Regions from separate parts of the Pan troglodytes genome. Here region 2 is linked to region 1. The links are chromatin contacts, called in public Hi-C maps. All regions are on one chromosome and are shown on one strand. Each heading gives the region's core, a stretch centred on a gene start, on an enhancer-like site or on the middle of the called end of the contact. The rest is flanking DNA. Distances are from core to core; before and after follow the strand shown. Region 1 holds the start of NEURL3 (neuralized E3 ubiquitin protein ligase 3). Region 2 has its middle 74 kb from the start of NCAPH.

The links. A called contact is a pair of places that touch in the nucleus more often than the background predicts.
Region 2: a Hi-C map of stem cell-derived neural progenitor cells shows a contact between it and region 1, with 2.4 times the contacts expected there. The contact joins the enhancer-like site here to the promoter of NEURL3 in region 1. A contact is called at or near these places in 2 of 7 Hi-C or Micro-C datasets (blood and stem cell-derived neural progenitor cells).

Annotation. Positions count from the first base shown.
Region 1 is chr12:26,561,991-26,566,227 of NHGRI_mPanTro3-v2.0_pri, forward strand. NEURL3 (neuralized E3 ubiquitin protein ligase 3) reads left to right here and starts at 1,452. Exons shown (of 4, transcript XM_016948975.4): 1 at 1,452-1,963. The coding sequence starts at 1,888.
Region 2 is chr12:26,659,874-26,664,725 of NHGRI_mPanTro3-v2.0_pri, forward strand. No RefSeq gene overlaps it. Among named protein-coding and RNA genes, the nearest start is that of NCAPH, 74 kb to the right of the region's middle. Within about 2 kb of position 3,573, at least 10 of the 24 cell types and tissues checked have an H3K27ac peak or open chromatin away from gene starts, as enhancers often do. A contact at or near this core is called in stem cell-derived neural progenitor cells, where this site is marked.

The DNA of each region.
Region 1 (4,237 bases), core at 202-2,701:
CTGCCCCCCTCCTCACAAGTTGAAGGACCACTGCTCCACTCTACCCTGGGCTAGGCAGTGCTGGCTTCCCACCAACATCCAGTTTCTCCTTCTTCCTTAGTGACAGACCCCAATTTTTAGCTGCTCTTCCCGATAAAGACTACATTTCTCAGTTTCCCTTGCAGCTAGCTGTGGCCATGTGACAAGCTTCTGGCCAATGAGCTATAAATGAAAACGTTACATAGGCCCTCCAGTAAATCAGCTTAATTGCAAGCTGGCTTGGCTTAGCTTAGAGGAGTGCCCATTTGAGTCTTTCTCTTCCCTGATGCTTGGAGCTCTGATGTACTGGCTGGAGTTCCAGCAGCACTTTTGGTACATGACGTGACCTTGAGGCCAGTGCTAGAATGGTGGAGCTGAACAGCGGAGAAAGCCTGGGTCCCCTGTGGCTGCAGAGGTGTCATGACTAGCTGGACTGCCTGTCTTCAGCTTATTTTATGTGAAAAAGAAATGAACATGCCTTGCTCAAGCCACTGTCCTTTTGGACATTCTCTTGCATGCAAGCAATCCTAATCCTACCTGATACAACCATACAGCACAGATCATGTCTCCGTTCCTATGCTTTTGTGTGTGTATTCCTTCTCCCTGAAATGCCTTTCATTCCTTTCCTGGCTGTTGAAATCCTATTTACCTTTCAGGGCACAATTTTAATAACTCTTCTTCCACAAAACCTTCACCCATTCCCTGGGCATAACAACCCCTCGACACCGCTGGTTTTCCCAGCCCTCAGTTTGGCCCTCTTGTAGCACTTACCTAAATTCCAGGGCATGCACAAAGTGGCTGAAGGATGAGGATTGGGTTTCCTTCAATCTCTGGTTACCCAGAACTGGGACAGTGCTTGGCACATAGCAGGCACTAAATCAATTCCTGTTGAACACACATGCATGCACACACGCATGCACACGCATACACACACCCCACACAGGGCAGGCACCACCAGGGCAGGTACCAGGTGTCTTTCCAGGACAGACACCCTGACAGTTGTGTATGGGGTGAGGGGGCACGGGAAAAAGGAAAACAAGAAACCAAAAGAAGAGAGGGCACACCTTTCCCTTGACCCTTCCCTCACGCACAGGCATGAGCAGCCACGCCAGGCCTGGAAGCTGTGCCTCTCTCCCCCAGCTCCCCTCTCTGGCAGGCTCCCCATTCATGCCCAGTGGGCGCTCCCGTGCTGGCTGCTGGCGGGGAGAACCAGGAGGGAGGAAGGCTGTGGAGGCGCCCGGCAGAATCAGGACCCAGGAGGACCGCAGCAGAGCGGAAGTGACAGCACAGACCTGTTAATAACTCTGGGCTGGTACTGTGCTACAGGCTGGCCTCCCTCTCCTCCCTCCCACCCCCAAGGCCCCGTGGGGGCTGCAGCTATTGGTCCAGAGGGCTTGTTGGAGTTGTTGGGTGCTCGAGAGGCAGGCCGACTTGGTGGCTGAGGGCGGCGCCTAGGACACAGTTGCAGTCCTGGCGGAGCGTTTGTGGCCCATTCTCTCCAGGGCACCAGGCCTGTGGTCAGTTCCGCTGCCGGCCACCGGGTGGCAGTGCTGGTCAAGCCCTCCAGCCTCCAGAGCCGGTCTTCCCAGGCGGCGTGGATGCTTCCTGACTCACCAGCTCCGCCAGAACGACATTGTTAGGGCTGGAAGGGCTTAGCCAACATAACACGAAGACGCAATTTATGTATGATTTGAGGGTCCGATTGGAAGGGTTTTTTTGTACATCTACACACCTGTGTGACCACGATCAAGGTGCAGGACGTTTCCAGCTCCCCAGAGGCTTCCCGTGTCCCTGCCGATCACTACCTCCCAAAGGCAGCCTTGTCCTGCTTCGAACACCACGGATGGGTTTTGCCTGAACTTCCTATGAATGGCAGCACGCGGTGCTCTTTGGGTCTTCCCTTACATCAGCCTCACGGCTGTGAGGTTTATCCACGTCGTTGCAGGTAGCAGTAATTTGTTGTCATTGGCACAGTATTCCATGGCGCGCATATGTGGCAGTTTAGGTCCTGCTGATGGTTGTGGGAAGCTGGGCCGGGAGCAGCCTCTGAGACAGAGATCAGGGACAGGGCTGCTTAGGCGGCAGACCCGGGGAAGCATAGGCCTGGACTGGGTGTGCGTGGGACACTGGCCTTGGCCTCCGGGGAATGGGCCCTGCATTCCCGGGGATCTGAGCAGCTCAGCTCCCCCAGCTGAGGGTGAGGTGGACAGCAGTGGACATTCGCTTGTTTCCAGGCTGGGGCTGTTGTGCAGAGCGCTGCTGTGGGCCAGCACACTTGGTTCACGGGGGTGGCATGGCTGGGCCATGAGGCTGGCAGAGGGGTGCCTTGTGCAAAAGCTCCCAACGCTGCCCTGTTTGGCCCCTGCGCGCCCTGGCCGACCGCCCACAGCGCCCGCGGCCCTGATGTTCTGGGGCTGGTTTCTAGGCAGGGCAGCCCCTGCCCTCTGAGATTTTGGCCCGGCGGGGAACGGATGAGGGCTGGCAAGTGTCATAGGTAGGCGTCCCTGGGCCTTAATGGCAGGGACCACGAGGGACCGGGCTGCCTGACAGTGCCCCAGGTTGGGCTGGGCTCCCGGTCCCGCTGGGCCGCACGCTGGAGTGGGCGCGGGGCAGCAGTGGCTTCCTCGTGTGTCAGGCTCTTCCCGGAGCGCGGGTTGAGTCTTGAGAGATAACCTGCGTGAAGACATGTGTAGTGATGGAGCTCTGGGCAAGAGAGGCCGACTGCAACAGAGGGGTCCCAGTGAGGCTACCACCCACCCTGGGAGACGGGTGTGTGGGAGCTGCGGTATAGTGAGCCTCGGCGCCGCTCACCTCCCTCTGGGGCGCCCCTCCCGGCTTTGGGGGCTCCCGGGCCCTCGGCGCCTCCTGCAGTACTGACCGCCGCCAGCAGGGGCCGCCTCAGTCTCGGCACAGCGGAGACCGCCCCGCGCTCGAGGGCACGGGCCCGCCCGTCTCAAAGCAAAGGTTTGCAGCGGGGCTGGCGGGTGACATCTACTGCGGGGCAGCCTCCACCTGACACTCAGCAGCCAGTTAGGCCTATCTACAAATCTCCTGCTCTGTGCCCGCGCAGTCCAGTGGAGGAGATATTCCTAATTAGGGGGCACTTCCAAGGGGCGGAGTCTCCGCGGCGAGTGGCCGTGGAGGGGCGCAAGGCAGACGGTCTCCAGCCACGATACCTGGGCCAGTCCCAGCCTGTCACGTCATGCCTAGTGAGCTGAACAAGCTGCGTAACTGTCGTGTGCCTCAGTTTCCCCACGTGTATAATGGAAATGATTACAATAAACAGGACCTTTTTGAGGAGTTGCCATGAGGACTATCAGGTAAGTTCTGGACTTAGAACGGTAGCATTCCGGGCCAGGAGCGGTGGCTCACGCCTGTAATCCCAGCACTTTGGGAGGCCGAGGCGGGTGGATCACGAGGTCAGTAGATGGAGACCATCCTGGCCAACATGGTGAAACCTCATCTCTACTAAAAATACAAAAATTAACTGGGCGTCATGGAGAGCGCCACAGTCCCAGCTACTTGGGAGGCTGAGGCAGGAGAGTTGCTTGAACCTGGGAGGCAGAGGTTGCAGTGAGCCGAGATCGTGCCACTGCACTCCAGTCTGGGCCACAGAGCGAGACTCCGTCTCAAAAACAACAACAACAACAACAACAACAACAACAACAACAAAAACGGTAGCATTCTGCAGGGGAGGAAAAGTACAAAAGTAAAATCTTTCCCCACCCATTGCTCGGTTCATGGCTAGGACACCTATAACAAAAGACAGGTCAACAAGAGAAAAGCACACAAATTTATTTCATGTAAATTTTACATGACACAGGGGCCTTTGGAAATGAAGACCCAAAGAAATGGGGACATGTATTTTTATGTGTTGGTTTCATGAAGAGTGGGCATCGTGGAGAAGTGATTGGCTAAAGGGGAAGGGGTAATAAACCGGGGAGAGTCGGCCAGCCTGTTCAGATTCTTCTCTCTGTCCCTGTGTCTTCAGAGGTAAGGATGGGTCTTATGGCCTCATGGCCCTACTTCAGGGGATTCGGGCAAAGGGAAGGTGAGCGAGGCCTTCCTGCTTCTGCTGTTTTCTTAAATGCCAAAGTGCCATATTTTGGGGTGGCATGTCCTGAACCCTGGCAGTTTGTTCAATAAACAAACACAGAGTGTGTGGCGGGTATGCCTGTACCCTGGATGGGAGGCTTTAGGCAGGCTTTAGCTCCTCAGA
Region 2 (4,852 bases), core at 2,323-4,822, 100 kb after region 1:
TTTTCTCAACCCTCATAAGTTCCTAGCTGGGACACCTCTGTAACAAAAGACAGATCAATAGGAAAAAACGGTTGGGCTCAGTGGCTCATGCCTGTAATCCCAGCACTTTGGGAGGCCGAGGAGGGAGGATCACTTGAGGTCAGGAGTTCAAGACCAGTCTGGCCAACATGGTGAAACCCCATCTTTACTATAAATACAAAAATTAGCTGGGCGTGTAATCTTAGCTACTAGGGAGGCTGAGGCAGGAGAATCACTTGAACCGGGGAGGCAGAGGTTGCAGTGAGCCGAGCCGAGATTGCGCCACTGCACTCCAGCCTGGGTGACAGAGCAAGACTCCGTCTAAAAAAAAAAAAAAAAAAAAAAAAAAACAGGAAAAAAAGGAATATAATTTTTTTGGTGTGAATGTACAAATTTATTGACATGCATATGAACAGAAGAGACACATACAAAATATAAGACTCAAAGGAGGGGCCAGGCCACTGAAGTTTTTACATCATCCTGAGGTTATAGAGGGACACAGGTTATGGGAAAGTGTGTCTAACAAAGGCTGTCTTGTGGTGCAGATGAAAATATCCCTCAGCTGGACATTGTGGCTAATGCCTGTAATCCCAGCACTTTGGGAGACTGAGGCAGGAGAATCGCTTGAGCCCAGGAGTTTGAGACCAGCCCTAGCAACATAGCGAGATACCATCTCTGAAAATAGTTTTTAAAAATTAGCTGGGCATGGTGGTGTGCACCTGTAGTCCCAGCTACTCAGGAGGCTAAGGTGGGAGGATCTTTAGAGCCTGGGAGTTTGAGGCTGCAGTGAGCTCTCATGGCACTACTGCCCTCCAGCCTGAGCAACACAGCAAGACCCTGTCCCGAAAAAGAGAAAAAAAAAAAAAAACAAAGAAAATATCCCAGGTAAACTCAGAGCTGCCCTCAGAAAGAATAGATGGTGGCCTTTGGTAAAAGATTCTCTCTGAGACCTTTAAAAGTGTCAGACTTCAGTGTTTATTTTCCTGAGTTAATCTTTCCTAGATTCAGATAAGGGAGGCATTACCCCCAAAACTGGGTTTGTTTGCCTGGTGAGTAACAAATGACTCTCCATGAGGATGCAGGTTTTGATCAATAAAAGTTTTATTACCTGGCCCAAGTAGGGAGAACCCTGGGAGTATTCTCCAAGGCAGTGTCCCCTGAGGGAAAGTGACAGGAGGGTTTCATGGGGCGATGGAGGGGGAGAGGATGTGTCTTTGCATGTGGAGGAGGGGTCCCAGAGGTGCAGACGCAGTGATCCTCATGCCAGCACATAGGTCGCATGTGATGGTGATGGAGCTGAGCTGCAGCCCTTCCTGGGGTGGAGACTTTAGCATGGTAACAAGAAAGGTCACTTGGGTTCATCTGTAAGTTGCTAGGGTCTGTTGGGAGCTGGTTTGAACCAAGTGGGTGACTGCATTCTAAACAGGGCTTGGAAGAAACAGGCTGCAGGGCAGGAGGCTGTAAAACAGGCTGATAGGCTGGGCGCGGTGGTTCAAGCCTGTAATCTAGCACTTTGGGAGGCCAAGGTGGGTGGATCACCTGAGGTCAGGAGTTCAAGACCAGGCTGGTCAACATGGCGAAACCCTGTCTCTACTAAAAATACAAAAATTAGCTGGGCGTGGTAGCACAAGCCTGTAGTCCCAGCTACTCGGGAGGCTGAGGCAGGAGAATTCCTTGAACCAGGGAGGTGGAGTTCGCAGTGAACCGAGATCACACTCCAGCCTGGCACTCCAGCCTGAGTGAAAGAGCGAGACTCTGTCTCAAAAAAAAACAAAAAACAAAACAAAACAAAAAAACCCAAAACAGGCTGATTGCTTAAGTTGATTAAATTCCTATAATCCTTTGAGATCCCCCAACCCCCTCACCCCTGCACCCCACTTGCTTACAGGGTCCTCAGGGAAAGCCTGGGCATTGATTTCACTAACATAGATTTTCTCTCCAGGTGCAACTCTCCCTCACGAAAGGCAGCTTTTCAAAGTCCTTCTTCTGTTTGCAGCCTCTCTGAATAGCCATCTCAAAATAAGCCAAAGAGGTATATTTTGGGGTGAAATATTCTCGTTTCCTTTGGGGGAACACAAACATTCAACCCATAACAGAGACAGTCCCTGTCAATGTCATGTGTTAACAATCAGGAGCAAGCCAGGCGGTGGGAGGCAGCCCAGGGTGGAGCGGCAGGCCGGAGACCCGGGATTGCTGGGCTGAGATCCGGCTGGGGCATCCCTGAGAGCAGGAGGCGGCTGGACCGCGGGAGGTCAGTGCCTGCCTGGCGGGGAGCCCCAAGGGCACCTGTCTGGGCTAGCCAAGCGGAGAGCATCCGCCCCGGGGAGGAGTGCAGGCAGGACTCCCGCTGACAGGGCCTGCTTGGTAGGTGCTGGGCAAGTAATTAGAGAAGGGACAATTACCCACCACAGGTTGTTGGCTCTCGATGTAAAAGAAATTGACATGAGGCCAAAAGAGTTTTCTCAGACCAGGCTTCATTAGAGCTTATGCCTGGACATAAGGGAGGCAGCACTAGAGAGAAGAGAGAGAGAGAGAGAGTGATAGAGAGACAGAGAGAGAGAGTGACAGAGAGACAGAGAGAGAGTGAGAGACAGAGAGAGACAGAGACAGAGAAAAAGACAGAGAGAGACAGAGAAAGAGACAGAAGGACAGAGACAGAGAGAGACAGAAAGACAGTGAGAGAAAGGCAGAGAGAGCGACAGAAAGAGAGAGAGACAAAGAGAGAGAGAGACAGAGAGAGAGAGAGAGGGAGAGAGAGAGAGAATTTCCTGACTGACTCTCCAAAAAGAGCTGGTAGAGATTTTTTTATTAGACAAAGCATAGGAACTAATATCAGGGGTAGGGCGAGCAGGCTGACCCGGGCAGACCTCATAAGGGGTAGGGTGTGCAGGTCAGCATATTTGATTGCCATGGTTTTCATGGTCAGGATAACCATGACCCATTAATAATAACGGGCCACCTGGTGGTCTGGCTGGTAGCAACAAAGCTTTAAATCAATTGTTCAGAATTCCTTCCTGGGATGCGACACTGTGCAACCTTGGTTATCTCCTCAGGCCAGTTCCTGGAATTTTTTTTTTCTTTTTTTTGAGACAGGGTCTTGCTGTGTTGCCAGGCCGGAGTACAATGGCACCATCATGACTCACTGCAGACTTGACCTCCCTGGGCTCAAGTGATCCTCCCACCTCAGACTCCTGAGTAGCTGGGACTACACGTGTTTGTCACTATGCTCAGCTAATTTTTGTATTTTTTTGGAGAGACAGGGTTTTGTCATGTTGCCCAAGCAGGTCTAAAACTTACGGACTCAAGCGATCTGCCTGCCTCGCCTCTCAAAATGCTAGGATTACACATGTGAGCCACTGCGCCTGGCCAGAGTTCTTTAAGTAAGCGGCATGGTTAAACATCATGGCATCGTGGGGTAGTGGTGTGGGTTTTGTGATCCGTGGGAATGCTGTAGTGGGGTTGAGCTGAAGCCAAGTCTTATCTCTACTGTCTCAGTACTCTCACTCCAGCTATTACCGAGCAAATGGGCTTGCTGCCTGACTGCACAGAAGCCAACACTGCTGCTCCAGCTTTGAGAAAAGAAAAGCTTCATTGTGAGGCAGACCAGCAAGGAGACAGGAGGCACAGCTCAAACTTCTCTCTCCAATTTGGGGTGTGGGACACGTTTTAAGGGGTCAGAGGGCAAGGGAAAGTATTTAGGAATGTTGGCTTGGCAGGGTCTGATTGGAGGGCTTCAAATTTAACCATTTATGGTAAGGTATGATGAGGCAGATTTTAGCCCCAGATCTTCCAGGCCCATAGACTCCTTCCTTTTGAAAGGGTTCCAGTGTTCAGGTTCTGGTCATGTCCCAGTCCTGTTGGCTCTGCAGGAAGAAATCATTGGTTCCGGTGTTGTTAGAGGTCAAAGCTTTTTCTGTTGTGCCTGGACTACATGACTCGCAGTTTTGGCTTGGTTATACCTACAAGGTAACTTGACATTCTCTTATCAACAGAGTAGGCTCAGTTTGGTCTGGTTCTGTGATTACGCCACTCCTTGTATCCTTTCAAATAACCATTTCGGGCCAGGCACAGTGGCTCACATCTGTAATCCCAGCACTTTGGGAGGCCGAGGCAGGAGGATCACTTGAGGTCAGGAGTTTGAGACCAGCCTGGCTAACATACAAAAACTAGCCAGTCAAGGTTGCAGGAGCCTGTAATCCCAGCTACTCAGGAGGTTCAGGCAAGATAATCGTTTGAACCCGAAAGGCGGAGGTTGCAGTGAGCCGAGGTCGTGCCATTGCTCTCCAGCCTGGACAATGGAGCAAGACTCTGTCTCAAACAAACAAAAATAAAACAAAACAAAAAAAACCCCACCCATTTCATTACAGTTTGAGAGAGTCTGAGAGGCTGAAAGGACTGGATCCTTTCTGTGTGGGTGTTGATGTCACAGATTTGACATCATTGTCCCCGGGCCACTCTGGGGGAGCTGGCCCCTGCAGTCCCTGAGGCTGAGTCTGGGCGTGAAAGGCTTGCTTTTGGCTGGCACACTGGGACCATTGTTTTCAGCCAACAGATGAAACCCAGCTAGTTGGAAGAGGCCCATTCAACCCCCATGTTTACGCATGAGGAGCTGGGGGCCAGGGCGACAGGAAGTGGCTTGCCCATGTCAGTGGAGCTGGTGGCAGAGCATCCGCTTGGCAGAGGATGGCAGCCCACAGCCCCAGGCGATGGAGGCACCCCATTTCCAGTGTGGCTGCTTCGTGCTTGCTGTTGACTTGCAGTTTGGAACCTTGTACTGCGTGCTTCATTCGCAGGACAGAAGCTAAATCTGCGCCCTCTGCCGTCCTCTCAGAGG